Regions from separate parts of the Mus musculus genome. Here region 1 is linked to region 2. The links are chromatin contacts, called in public Hi-C maps. All regions are on one chromosome and are shown on one strand. Each heading gives the region's core, a stretch centred on a gene start, on an enhancer-like site or on the middle of the called end of the contact. The rest is flanking DNA. Distances are from core to core; before and after follow the strand shown.

Region 1 (2,752 bases), core at 116-2,615, 280 kb before region 2:
AGAAATGACTGTAGAACAGGAATCTAAGACAGCAGAATAACTTTTAAAAGATGTATTGATCCTTACTTTATGTATGTGAGTGTTTGCCTGAGGCGTGTATGTGCATCTGATGTGTAAGCCTGGTGTCCAGGGGCCAAATGGGGCCATGAATAGCCTAGAAGTGGAATTGCAGATGTGTGTGAGGTGCCATGTGAGTTCCAGGAGCCAAACCATGGTTTTCTGAGAAAGCAATGTTCCTAACTGCTGAACCATTTCTCCTGTCCCCATGATTTATTACGGGCATATCTGTGGACTCAGCAATTCCTTATTTAGCCCAAATTTGCATGTAATTCCATGGCAGAAGTTTCCTTCAACTCCAGCCTTAGCTGGTTGCCTCCCCACACACTCATGGCCAGGTTTGGGAAGACATTTATCCAATGGCTGGATTGTATAAATAACAGCAGAACATTTAATCAAAAAGCATTGGTTTTGAAATGCTGGAAGCATAGTGGCAGATCATCAAAGAAATGACTTTGATGGACGAGAGTTAAGAGCAAAGAAGGAAGGCTGGTTTCCTCCTGGGCCCGCCCATTGGCTCATTCAGCTTCTTTGGGTAAATGAAGTCATCTTTAACTACCTAGATTTCCACTCCTTGTAAACCTAATGTGTAATACTAGCAACTGCTCACTTCCGGCTACCGCAGAACACTTTTCGAAAATTAGGCCCATTCAAAGTCAATCAAACTGCAACTCTGCCTAGTTTTCAATACAAACGCTAATCTCCACTCCCACGGCTCCTCCGAGACTTCATTCTCATTTAAATAGTGTTGGCGGTTAAAAGGAGATCGAATTCTTACTTTTTAAAGTTTGATAACTTTAAAACTCATTAACATCCAAACGCTGTTTGTTGTTAAAAAGTAAGACCGTGTCTGATGCGAAGTAAAAGTTCAGTTCTTTGTTCTGGCTGGTGGAGCGCCGTTGTTACAGCAGCAGAAGCACTAAGAATGCCTTAGGTAAATCTTGTGTGCTCTAGTCACTACGGTATTTGTAGAAGAAAACCCTTCCACAGAACCCAGGAAAATCGGGAAAGCTGCACTAGAGCCCACGCATCCCGTGTAGGTTCCTGACCTTGGCCGTGGCGTTGAAGCAGCTGGGCTGTTCTAGTGGGGACCCATCCTGGAAGCTTCTGGCAAAAACCCCGGAGCCTTCTGGCAGCCCGACGGCTAGCAGGCTCCACAGGTCCCTTTAAGGCGCCCTACGCGCGGAAAAAGGGGAGAGCAAGGGGCGGGAGCAGGGTTCGCGATCGCACGCCACGTGACTCGGCTGCCAAGTCCGCCAGATTGTTTGACAGAAGTTTGAATCGGACTCGGGGGTTTTCTGCAGCCGGCGGGGCAGCGCGGCGGACAGAGCCTCCGAGAGCGCGAGCAGCAGCGCCCCCACGACCCAGCCCGCCAGCCTGGAGCCCGGCCTGCCCACGGCCTCGAGCCCGCCGCCCCCAGCGCCCCCGCGCCCCACGCAGCCTCCCGGCCAGGGAGTCGAACCCTTGCACTGCGCCCCGACGCGCCAGCATGTCCTCGACGGAGAGCCCCGGCCGCACCTCGGACAAGTCTCCGCGCCAGCAGGTAAGCCCCGAGTACCCGGCCTGTGGACTCTCGCTAGTCCCTGTCTACCTAGATGTCCCGAATGTGTCTGATTCCGTCTCTCCCGCCCCCGCAATGTGAATAGAAAGCCCCACGCTTTCCCTCCGGGCCGGCCCGCCTTGACCGTCTGCTGGCTTTGTCTCCGCAGGTGGACCGCCTGCTCCTGGGGCTGCGCTGGCAGCGCCTGGAGGAGCCGCTGGGCTTCATCAAAGTTCTCCAGTGGGTGAGTCGGCCCTAACCCCGGGCTATTTCGGGAGCCTGGATTGTGACGCGGACCCGAAGCAATGTGGCCCCGGAGGAGGCTGGGGAGATGCAGCGGGCCCAGCCACCGCGGAAGGGTGGGGGGTGGCGACAGGTGGGCGGGGGAGGGGAGAACCAGGGTTGCTGCTCCAGCGCTCGGTGGAAGGAGGGAGAGGAGCCCGGCATGCGGAGTCCCGGATTCGGACCTTCTATGTGCAAGGCGCCTTTGCCCAGGGCGCTCACATTTCACTCGGACGAGAAGACCCGGGTGTAACCTTTCCAGAACTCTGATCCTGCACATACCACTCTTCAGTGGCGGGAGGGGTGAGGAGGACAAGGAGGGTAAGGTCCACTTTGCAGTGAGAACAACGCTACTACTAAAGGCACCAGGAAAGGAAATGGGTTACAGAAACCATCCTGCCTGGAACCTTCTAGGACCTGGATGATCCCTGGGGTGGACTCAGGAGACAGACTACCAGCTGAAGTCACTGGAGCAATTTGGGAAACTGTAACCGAGTAAAGAAATGGATGGATGAATGAACAGTTTCCCAATCCAATGATTACATAAAAAAACCAATTAAGACAGAAGAAAATGTGACAGCTGGCATAACAGAACATTGAGCCGGGAAGGAGGGATGGTAGGTTGCAGGCCTAGAGCTACCTGTCTCAGCTCTATGACCTTGGACAAGTCACTTCTCTGGACACTAGTTTCCAACATTAGTCAAACATGGATCAAATGCCTGTCAGCATTCTAGAGTATAGCTCAATATTAGATTTACCCTGTGACCTTGAAACATTCACCGGCCCATGGCCTCAGTTTCCCCTTCTCTGGTCTAGTGGGAATACTGGCTTGTTTCACTGGTCCTTGAGATGCAGCCAGCATTTCAAATCATA
Region 2 (2,730 bases), core at 203-2,702:
CCCTGCTGGAGCCGTATTTCTTCACCTCCCCAGCGCTGGGAAGCACCTGCCACCACGGCAAGCTTTGTCACATGGGTTGTACTGATATTTTAATACTGGTCTGGCAAATACTTATCAAGTGAGCCATTCCCATGCCCCTTCCCCTCAAGTCTGTTTTCAAACTCATTTATCACTGATGCTAAGAATCTGATTAAAGGGAACCGGGGCTCTCTGACATTGGTAGGATTTTGTCTGTGAGTTTTAACCACAGGTGCCATGATGAAGGACATTGAGCAACCCTCTTATGCCCAGATACACAAAAGCCAGGAGCTGCGGCCAGGGCTGAAATGAGTTAGATAGCTGAGAATTCGACTCTAAGGGACTTGGTCCTCTGCAGAGTCCTTCAAGGTCCTTTCCGGACAGCATTCTGTTGTCCCTTAGAATCAGGAGAGGTATCTGGTCCCTCCAGGCTACTGTGCCTTTGAGTTTGGGGTTCTGTCCATGGTGGTGGGACTCTTTCAGTTTCACAAGGCCTCTCTGTGTTTGATTCTTGGATTTGGCTCTCAAGTATGGCCAAAGTGCCTATTAATTTATATAGTCACTACCTTGATGACCCTGTAGAATACCTCCTATAGGCTCATACAGTTGGGTGCTTGGTCCTCAGTTGGTGAAACTGCTTGGGAAGGATTAGGAGGTGTGGCCTTGCTGGAGGAGGTGTGTCACTGGGGTAGGCTTTGAGATTTCAAAAACATACGCAATTCCCAGTTACCTCTCCTACCTCCCTCCCTCCTTCCCTCCCTCCATCCCTCCCTCCTTCTCTCTCTCCCCTGCCTCCTGCTTGTGAGTCAGATAGATGCGAGCTCTCAGCTACTGCTCTAGCCCCATGCCTGCCTGCTCCCCTGCTACTGTGTTCCTCACCATGATGGCCATGCAAGCTGCCTTGATCATGGTGTTTGTCACAGCAATAAGAAAGGAATTGAGACAGCCTCAGATCCCCCAAGAGAAATACAGAGACTGCTTGCTTTTCTGTTTGGCCCTGTCCTGGGTCATTCCCATTTCACTGCTCCTGTACCTCCAGGTTGTATGGACAATGAAGTCTGGAGTTTGTCAGACTGGCAGAACCCTTGTTTCCAGCATGAGTACAAGAACAGACTCTCAGGTTGAAGCAATGCCTTTTTATGCATATGTTGAGATCTGAGCCCAGATTCCCAGAGTCTAGGTGTGAAAAACTGATCTACCAGGAAAGGAGATGGGCAGAACAGGTCCTAGCTGGCCTGTCTCCAGGGATACTGCCAACTTCCTGAGAATCCAGCAGGGGGCAGATGGAAGCAGGCCTGCCAATCAATCACTGCCTTCGGTATCTGAAAGCTCAGACCCGCCTTCGGATGATAGCTCCTGGAATTAGATTGGCTTTTACTTGTTACAGTGGGTTGGGCTTTATGGTTCCACGGTTGGTTCCTTTGGGGAGGGGCAGAGCAGCTCCGGACCTGTTCTCAGACTCATCAGCTGAGCATTACAGAGTCTTTCCCGACCAGTGACTGACTGCACAGTCTTCGAGGCTGGAATAGCAATCATGCCCGTGACTCTGGGTTATTGGGATATCCGTGGAGTGAGTGGGAGGTTGGGCTGCTAGGCGGGAAGGGCCCAGGGTCAGAACACAAAGCGGGACTACAGGCTTGGTTCCACGAAGAAGATTCCCATCGGGTTTTCCTTGACCCCCCCTCCCCCTCTCTGTCAGAGCCACACCCCCCAGTCCAAACTCTGTCCCTGCCTTTCTCCCTCTCCCCCGCCTCCCTTCCTCTCTTCTTAGTGAAAGGTGTAAAGGCGTCCCTAGAGGTGGTGAAGGATTTCACTAACGGACTTATGTTACCCACTATCTCTCACAGCTGGGTCACGCCATCCGCCTGCTCCTGGAATACACAGAAACAGGCTATGAAGAGAAGAGATACGCCATGGGGGACGGTAATGACATTCTTCTGGTCACACTCTTCCCCAACTTCTGTCCACTGGTGCCCAGCAGCTTCTATCTATCTCTCTGTTTCTTAGCTTTGTGGATCTCCTTCAGGCAAACCCAGAGCTTATCCCTTCCAGAAACTTCCTTGAGGGTGCAGCTTTGGTTGTCAATATAGAATCATGGTTGTAACATGCTGGCCCTATTCTGACTGTAATTGGGTGAGGTTTGCCCACTACAGGCACTGCAGGCCTAGTGCTTTTGTAAGCCTTAGTTAGTCATTGAAAGGCCTATAGCCATTCAATAGCTCCTGGGCTTGGATTGGCTTTTACTCACTACATAGCTGTGCTATTCAAGTGTGCAGCTTTGGTTGGAAAGACTTACTGGGTCAGACTGCATATTCCTTGCACAAGGGGTCCTGCCTTTGACTTCTTGTGAAGGGGGCTTAGACGTCGTGACGTCCTTTTCACATCCTCTTGTCCACCACAGCTCCTGACTATGACAGAAGCCAGTGGCTGAATGACAAGTTCAAGCTGGACCTGGACTTTCCCAATGTAGGTGCTGTGAAGGGGAAGTTTGGGGAAGACATGGTGATCTCACCTCATCTCCTGGCCTGGCTGAGGGTTTAGGATCAGTGTTTCTGCTCTCCTGCTCCATCCCTGCTGGCTGCACAGTGTTCTGTGATGGGCTGTGTCCCAGCTCTCTCATTCAGTGCACACTGTGCCCATGGAGGGCTTCCCACGGCAGGCACACTGAGTGCCAGGCCCTGTGTCTTCTCTCACCCAGGGAAGGGATGGAGG

Evidence for each region. Hi-C and Micro-C count contacts between places; a contact is called where the count stands out from the background.
Region 1: a contact with region 2 is called in a Hi-C map of the G1E-ER4 cell line, with 2.0 times the contacts expected there. The contact joins the promoter of Sypl2 here to the promoter of Gstm6 in region 2. A contact is called at or near these places in 2 of 39 promoter capture datasets (the C10 cell line and stem cell-derived epiblast-like cells), 1 of 15 datasets of contacts at CTCF or cohesin (the NIH/3T3 cell line), 1 of 484 Hi-C or Micro-C datasets (the G1E-ER4 cell line), 2 of 115 datasets of contacts at active chromatin or transcription factors (bone marrow-derived macrophages and embryonic stem cells) and 1 of 9 other capture datasets (adipose tissue).

What each region holds. Positions count from the first base shown.
Region 1 is chr3:108,225,212-108,227,963 of GRCm38.p6, reverse strand. It overlaps Sypl2 (synaptophysin-like 2), which reads left to right and starts at 1,365. Exons shown (of 6, transcript NM_008596.1): 1 at 1,365-1,600; 2 at 1,767-1,841. The coding sequence starts at 1,547.
Region 2 is chr3:107,942,456-107,945,185 of GRCm38.p6, reverse strand. It overlaps Gstm6 (glutathione S-transferase, mu 6), which reads left to right and starts at 1,452. Exons shown (of 8, transcript NM_008184.4): 1 at 1,452-1,588; 2 at 1,866-1,941; 3 at 2,420-2,484. The coding sequence starts at 1,553.